3 separate regions of the Mus musculus genome follow, and all the other regions are linked to region 3. The links are chromatin contacts, called in public Hi-C and targeted proximity ligation maps. All regions are on one chromosome and are shown on one strand. The core of a region is the stretch at or near the end of the contact, and the rest is flanking DNA. Distances in the headings are between cores, read along the strand shown. Region 1 has its middle 160 kb from the start of Gm35866. Region 2 overlaps Glis3 (GLIS family zinc finger 3). Region 3 overlaps Glis3 (GLIS family zinc finger 3).

The links. Hi-C and Micro-C count contacts between places; a contact is called where the count stands out from the background.
Region 1: a Hi-C map of muscle stem cells shows a contact between it and region 3, with 5 times the contacts expected there. A contact is called at or near these places in 3 of 484 Hi-C or Micro-C datasets (muscle stem cells and uterus) and 5 of 130 datasets of targeted methods (the NIH/3T3 cell line, embryonic basal ganglia, embryonic fibroblasts and 2 more).
Region 2: a targeted proximity ligation map of the NIH/3T3 cell line shows a contact between it and region 3, with 7 times the contacts expected there. A contact is called at or near these places in 9 of 484 Hi-C or Micro-C datasets (the MC38 cell line, adipose-derived mesenchymal stem cells, cerebral cortex and 3 more) and 5 of 130 datasets of targeted methods (the NIH/3T3 cell line, a colorectal cancer cell line, embryonic fibroblasts and 1 more).

The regions. Positions count from the first base shown.
Region 1 is chr19:28,202,535-28,205,234 of GRCm38.p6, forward strand. No RefSeq gene overlaps it. Among named protein-coding and RNA genes, the nearest start is that of Gm35866, 160 kb to the right of the region's middle.
Region 2 is chr19:28,282,957-28,285,754 of GRCm38.p6, forward strand. It overlaps Glis3 (GLIS family zinc finger 3), which reads right to left. Exons shown (of 11, transcript NM_175459.6): 9 at 696-871. Among named protein-coding and RNA genes, the nearest start is that of Gm35866, 80 kb to the right of the region's middle.
Region 3 is chr19:28,622,596-28,625,320 of GRCm38.p6, forward strand. The region is part of intron 2 of Glis3 (GLIS family zinc finger 3); the gene reads right to left. Among named protein-coding and RNA genes, the nearest start is that of D930032P07Rik, 54 kb to the right of the region's middle.

The sequences.
Region 1 (2,700 bases), core at 132-2,631, 420 kb before region 3:
GAGTTAAATCGGTTAGTGTTTTTAAAAAGGCATTTAAGACAAATATGAAACATGTGCTTGCTCATTTGCTATTGGTAGTGGGATACCTCCTTCAGGTTGAGCTTGATGCCCACAAGATCAATTTCAGCAGCTCAACCTCACAGACAAGGTCATAGACGTGGACTCCACCCACAAATAGTTTGCAGCAGTGTGTGTCAACCTATAAAAATGGTCATCATTAGAAACCTCATTTTCAATCTAGAGAAAGTTAGGTAAGTCCTAATATATGTTTAAAAAACCCCAATAATCACTAAATACCATATTTCCTAGAATGAACAATGTTTCATGGAGGGTGTGAGCACAATCTTGGTCATCATGTGGTAGTCACCTCAAAATCCCCTGACAGGTTTTACCCAGCTCATTGTTCTCCACCCACCCAGTTCTAACATGAAATGCCTTGAGATTCTCACATTACTGGCTCTCTTTAGGGTAGGTGCAATAGGATCCGAGTCCCATTGTCAAACACACCACACACAGGTCCTCCAGATGAGTAGTGTAAGTGCACACTACTATATGGTTTTATTTATCAATTCAGCTACATGACTTGCTCACTGAGAAAACAAGTGCAGCCAGCCCTCTATATCTTCAATTCCAGATCTGCAAATTCAGCCCACTGTGGATAGAATTACTGGTTTGTTTGTTTTTTATATTTGCATCTGCACTGAAGTGTACAAACTTGTCATCATTTCCAATATTATAGCATGAGAACTCTTCCTATAGCATTGACATTGGAAGAGACATTCAAGAAATGTAGAGGTAATAGAAAGCATACAGGAGGATGTGTATAGGTTGCATGCAAATACCATACCCCCTCACATAAGGGATGAGAACACCCTGGTATCTTGTTACCCTAAGCCAAATCTCCCATGAACATCTAGGGATGACAATTTTTCTGACAGCTAACTCAGTACCAATCTCAATTCTTAGTGCCTTCACCCATTGCAAGAAAAACTCAATGACATAGTTTTACTAGGGATGAACAATGAGTAAAGAGAGCACACAAAAGATTCAGAGCTAGAGACCTTATCAGAGAAGATGCGACAGAGCATTGTGTATGTGCCTGGCTAGTCTCATTAGGAAGTGAAGGGAGACAGCTGTGGGACTGGGGCAGAGACAAATATGAGCTCATTTTGGTTTGGCAAAGAGTTATGTCTGGTGAGATTATTTAAATCGTAATGATACAATTATGTGAGCATTTATTATGTGCCTGATAGATGTTACCATAGTAGAGATTTCTTTTATCACTGGATTTTCCCTTGTGTGATGGGTATTGTAACAACTCATTCTTTCAATGGGAAATTAGAGTCTTAGACAGGATGTGATTCACCGTAGTCTAGGAGGCTGATAGATGGCAGTGTTGGGAATAGAATACGACTCTGCCTTTAGAGGCTGGGCTCTCTTCAATCTACAGCTCCATCCTCACAATAGCATGAGAAACAGATTAGTTAATTAAAATATGTCTTTACCTAAATGTTAGCCATCTAAAAAAAATGCTTACATGATAGTGAGAACATACTGGGATGGGGGGAGTCTCTCCTAGTGGCACCCTCATGAGTTTTGTTTTCTGAAGAAAACTAAGGAGACACACTAACTGGTTACTCAACACATGTTTGGGGAATGAATAGCTCTGTAATTAAGTAGTTGGAAGTCATGCAACTTTATAACACGTAAAACACAAGAAGATGTCTCAATTCCTTTCCGAGAGTCATTTCCCATTAAATTCTAATTTTCCACTTGATGAGCTGCAGACCCTCCCAATATCAACAGAGATTAGGCAGCATGTCTGTGCCAGGCTAAGCTTTTCCTTTGCTCGCTGTTGAGCAGCAAACTATAACACATTGCAGATGAACCGACTACCTAAATGAGTTAACTTCGCTAGGTGACCTTCTGGCTTCCATGGCTTGCCACATTCTCTGGAAATTTAAAACAGGGCAGAGCAGATGACCCACACATTTCAGGAAGTCCTTTCCCCTTTCTTGGAACAACTCAATAGGGTTAGTTCTCATGGATGGCCCGATCTTCTTCATGACACATGGTCAGGCCAGGAGCCATGAAGAATTGGTAGGTCTATAGGCAAGTGTTTGTGCTGCCCTCCAGGAAACCAAAATTCACAAGGACCCCTCCCCCAACCCACATATAGCAGGAACAGAAAAAAAAAATAAAAAAGATGTCTAGACTGGTTGCTCCTGCAGATGTGGCTGTTCCTAACGCCTCTGTTTGTTTCCAGGATATGTCTGATGTAACTCAGGATTAAATGTCAATCCAGTGAAAAAGCAACAGGATACAGGAAGGGAGGGAAGGAGGGAGAGAGGGTGGGACAGAAACACAGAGGAAAACAGTAAAAGCGTTCCCAAACAAAAGCTAACTAAGTCCCATATCTCGCTTACTTTTCTATTGCTGTGAAGAAACTCAGCAATAGGGTAGAGTTCATGACCATCATGGCAGGGAACATGGCAGGAGGCAGGCAGGTACAGCACTGGAGCAGTAACTGAGAGCTTAGCTCTGTCCTACAGGCGGCAGGCAGAGAAAAGGAGAAATTGGTTTGCTTTTATAACTTTAGAATCTCAACCCCATCCCTGCTCTGTGAAGTGACACACATCCTCCCACAAGGCCACACCTCCTAATCCTTCTCAAACAGGCCCACCAACTGCTAACCAAGCA
Region 2 (2,798 bases), core at 240-2,739, 340 kb before region 3:
AGGCAGACTCAGTCCTCAAGTATGGTCCTTGCTGAACACAAGCCTGGCCCAGAACGTAAGCCACTGTGGTCGCTCTTTTCCTCATGTTCTTTCCTTTCTGTATGAATATGCATAGTCATTCTGAGACATGAAGAAATGTGTCGAGTTCCCTAAAAGATATGATGACGGGTCAGACAACTCTGGCCTCAGAAGCAAGACTGTACTAGTAAAGATGATATGTTTTACTCAAATGAGCTACAAGATGGAGAGAATGAAAGAAAGTTCTAGCAAAGAAATAAAACCAAGATGGGATATATAGATGGGACACATGAAGTTTGGGGGAGACCAGGGAGGTGTCACACAGGGGAACCAGGGAAGGCTTTGGCTTGGCTCATGGGAAGGAGCCAGCCAACATGGACAGTGATGTTCCCGGGGCTTCCTTCTGCACAGTCTCCTGATCACTCAGGAGCAGGGTGCTATTGCTAGAGACTTCTCTTGAAGTGTCACAACACTGGGAACACCAATGATTTCCTTGGGCTGGCAACTATAGGTCAGGTCATCTGAGGAAAATACTAAAGCATTTCATGCTGTCTACATCATAAGTTTGATTTAAAACAGAACATCTGAGACCCACATCTGGTCCTTAGGCCACCTGGCTAAAGGCAACAGCAAAACACTGCCTTTCTAAACTCCAAGGACCACCAGCTCCTGCTTACCGTGGACATGGATACCATTTGGCTGAAAAGAAGAGTTGGTTTCTGGCTGGTAGGGCTTCAGGAGTGAGCCTGGTGGCTGCTGGGAGTGGGGAGCCTGTGCTCTCTGGAGCAGTGACGGAGGAGCTGGAACTCTTCCCGGGCTGATGTGGTGAGGAGATGGAGTCGGAGGTGCAAACCTGGGAAAACGATGACAACAGGCAGCATGACCAACTCTTCAAAGCCTTCTAAGTCCCCGTTCTGGCCCTATACAACTATGACACTATGCTCTTTCAAAACCCTTCATAACCCTCCCCTCTCCTGTCCAACCACTGAGTGCTTCTCTGACACATGGGGGGTGGGGTGAGGAGGGGAAAGACACCAACAAAGCAAACCTTAGTCACAGTTTGGGTTTGTCAAGCTTCTTAAACTGCATTTCAAATCCTCTGGGTTTTATGAAATTCAAAGCACATCTTTTGCCAGGCCCTTTTCCTGCTAATTTTAAAACCCGTTCACATTTTAGGGGAAATTCGATTCATATGTTTCTGACTCATTTACACTTAGCTCATAAACATTTTGTTTTGTAAGGCACATCTGAGGTCCAAGAAGTGTTACGGGTCCTTTATTATGACCCCCCTCTAACCAGAGTCTCCTTAAACAATACATTCTGTCTTGCCAAGAGTAAAATAACTCAAACCCCAAAGGTCAAATGTGCCTTGAAACACAGAACCTGAGAGGTCGGCTTGGGTTCTGTGCTGGGCAAAGAGCATTCCTGATGGCGTAGAGGGAATGCACTGTGGCATTTTTGTAGTAATGTGTAACAATCCCAAGATTGTTGGGTCTTTGGTTTTTTTTGTTGAACACAACGCCTTGCATACACTAGGCAAGCACTCCACTATTGAGTGCTATCCCCAGCCGCAACCTCAGAGTACTGGTTTTTGAAAGGAGATATACTGGTATTTAAACAAAGAGAAATCACCAAGGAACCCTGGGCAACTGTATATTCATTTTCTTGTTGTGAGGGAAGACTAGCAGGTTCTGAGTCATGAGATTTAGAATGGCATTTACTGTCTAACACTGGTGAAGGACAGTAGACTTGAGAGAACAAACAGCCTTGCAGGTGGGGATGTCCATACAGAAACAAACAGGATGTTTAATTTGTTGGTTCAGCGTGGGACAGTGATACCCACGGTAGAGAAAGAAGGGAGGGTCTTTCAATACCTTGAGAATAAACAGCAAAGTAATTCTGCATAAAAGCATACTAGCAATGAAGTATGCAACCTCTCTGAAGTTCATCAACATGAACACATTTAGTTAGTTCCTGTTTATCCCGTGCAGAAGGAAAGCTTCATTTTGTACTAGGTTATCAACGGTGGCATAACTTATTTTATAGGGACAACTGACTCCACAAGGCTGGTCTCTCGTGTAAGGACACAGCTGAGAAAAGGGGAAGGTGCATTGGACACATTTACAAAGTTAATTCTAAAGGCCCTGAAGCAATGTATCTTATAAAGAAGAGCTTCAACATTTATGTTAAGGGAGTACGAGAGGATGGGAGAAAATGCCATGTTCACTTTGCATTTCACTTGTGAAGTATAAGGAGCTGCACGGGAACTAAGAGGAAGATGGGGACTCAAAGCCAACAGGTCAGAGTATCTCAGCAAACCTGATGTGATTGGATGCTATCGACTGGCCACTTAGATTTTTATTCTATGGAACTTCGGAGGGCAGCAGCTGCGTGTCCTGTGCTGGTTAAATACGCACTTTTCTAAGCACATCCTCTGAACTGGGATTATCCTGAAAGGCGATGCTGAGTGGCCCACAGAGAAAGCACAGCAAACAAATCCTGGCACTTCCCTGAGAACATCTAGTAAAACACATGAGCCAGGATTCCCCATATGGAGGCGATTTTCTGGGGGACATGTCCTTATTGTGTCTCCACAGTAGCTCTGAGCTTGTGGGAGAGGAATGAGAAATTGTGAAGTCATCGAGTTGGGAGAGATGGGAGTCCACACTGGCACCCAACCCTAGAAGGCTCTGTCCTTATGGTCCTCCAGGTTGGAGGGAGAAGGGATTTGAACAGCAAGGTGACCTACATCATTATCCCACAATCACACTGATATTTTG
Region 3 (2,725 bases), core at 81-2,580:
ATGCTTATACTGCCCACTGGGCCTTTCCACCGCCAGCAGGGACCAGCTTATTACGTCCACGTTGGGGTACCAAGACCCAAAACTTGTACCCATTTTTAACAAGTAATTTAACTGAAATGGATGCATGTCTTCTGACTCTTGTTGTGTCTAATACAATCCACTGCCCCACGTTAAAAGTCCCTCAAGCACACAAAATGATATCACACATGGCTCCCACCTCTCTCCAGAGAGACCTTTGGGAGCCATCTTCTCTGGCTCTTGGCCACCTGTTTATTCTAAGGTACTGATGAAGAATATATATTGAATCAGTCTTGAACACATCACAGGAACTTCTCGAGCACCTGTTACAACAGAAGCCACTTTCTATGAGCGTGAACAAGCAAGTGTACAACAGAAGAAGCAAGCCACAAGAACTCCCACAGGCTTCCTTGTGAATGCTTAGAAATTCCATCTTTTCCTAAAAAGAAAGGTTCGGTGTTATTTAAATTGGCTTAAAATATGGATGCTTTTCTACGTTGTCTCATTCTGGGTGCTAGTGATACTTAATGAGAGGGGCAGAGCAGGCAGTCTAATTATGAATGCTGGAAGTCTTATGTGTGAAGATCTGCACTCTGCAGATTTCTGAGCCATTGCTGTAGGCTTTCCGATAGCTTCCACAGTGAAAAAGGAAACAAACAAACAGCAAATAATATGGGGAGGGCAGCATCACATTCAATAGCTTTCTACACTTCCACAGACAAAAAAACCAAAAACCAAAAAACAAAAACAAAAACAAAAACACCCACAGCACAGTAAACTCTAAACTCACAATTAGAAATGTGTGGCAAGTGCCAACTGGTAGTTATATTGGGACCAGGCTCTGTGCTGCTCCCCAGCACTGGCTCCCAGCAAGCTGCTTCCCCTCAGATCCACACACTCAGCAAGTAGCCCCGGGCTTCTGCTCAGTATCTCTAAGGTGTCCTGATGTGGGAAACAATACTGAAAAGGGGTTCTGGTTTCTAAATCTAATGGTATGTATGCCTTCAGCCATAATTAAAATAAAGGGAAAAAACCCACAAACTCTCAAATAGGGAATTTAAACAAAAATTATAATTTTTCTTCTGGCAATCCCACCAGTAAAAGCCTGGAAAACTGCCTGCCTTCACCGCCGCCCCCCCCCCCCCCCCAGGATCCTTGTAGGATACTGTCCTCCATGTGTTGTTCTTGATGAGAACTGCCTGGGAAAACTCACCGTCTCGCTGCAGTTTTGCTGGACTAGCTAACTTCATGGGGACCATGACTCACATGGCCGACGTTCTCCTGCCTCATGGCTGTGGATCCAGCAAGGCTTGCAGCCAAAGCTCTGACTCAGCGCTAACACAAGAAACGGGGTCACAACAAGATGCACCCTGAGTCCTAACCTCACCCCTTATCTCACCCTGCTTTCTCTCAGCCCACGTTCTTATTACCTGTTTGATTTTTCATCATTTATTCTCTTTCTGAATCTACTGTTTAACCCTTTTATAAACAAAAACAGGACTCCACGCTGCTTTCCTTTGTTGACATTAACATCAAGCAGCAAAATTCAACTTTAACAACTTGCAGTTTCAACTCTGTCACTATAACTGACACACAAAAGCATCTAGTACCCGTTTAATATTCCCACATACAGAATTCTAGCCAAAATTCAGATCAAAAATGTCATTTTGAGCATCACTGTTACTACGACGTCTTTTAACCCTAGCACTCACATGACTCTGCATAGCATCCTTCTGGCTTTCAGATTTGGTAATCACAGTTGATTTTTCTCAGCAGCCGTAAGAGATAATTACAGCAGGCATCACCATGGCTACCTTCTTCGGCACAGAGGAGAAAAACAAGGCTCAGTTAGGTTAAAAGTACCTTGCCCACAAGGCTAAGTTATTAAGTTATTCAGGCAAGATGGAGGGCGGGGAAAGTCCTTCAAATCTAGCATGTCTCCCACAACTACTAAAAGTGATCTCACAGAGCATATCCTTTGAAATCCTGGCCTAGAACCAATGACTCAAATGTTTCATTCACTTGACTTTCTAAATAATATCATCCAGCTAGTCAAAAGTGTTAACAATTACTGTTTGGTCATGGAACCTCTACACCATGAGAACTAGACAGCCAGGACACTGGAAAATTTTTTAGTCATTAGAACATGCATGAGTAATTTATTTCCCCCCATTGGAATCCAGTGATGGAGCTGAGAAAACTCGTTCCTGCACAAACAAAGAGCATGGGCACTTTAATGTGGTCCTCTAGAGTGGTCACCCAGAGCAAACCTGCCTTTTGAGTCACTGGCTCTAGTGAGGTCATTTGGTAGGAGAGAATGAAATTCACAAGGCAGGCTCAAGAGAAGACTTAACTCCTCATTCGTGATGAACTCATAGCACTTCAACCACATCTAAGGGAAAGAAATATGAAGCTCAAATCACATTAATTTTCAAGTCATTGACATTGCTAATATATGAAAGGGAGAAATGTTCACAATTTGAACCCTTGAGACCTTGAGTAAACCGGTCTATTCATTTTCCGAGTCAGCAATGGGGGGGGGGGGGTGAGAGGCTGCGTGCGCCATTTCTTTGAGTTTTAATTTCTTTGGGATAAAACAAGGAAGAGGGTCTGAGAAAAGCCACAAATCCCCCACCTCAACACCCTATGGCTGCAAGAGTCTTTGCTAGTGTCACCTACCTTGGATCATCCTTTCAATGTCGTCTAG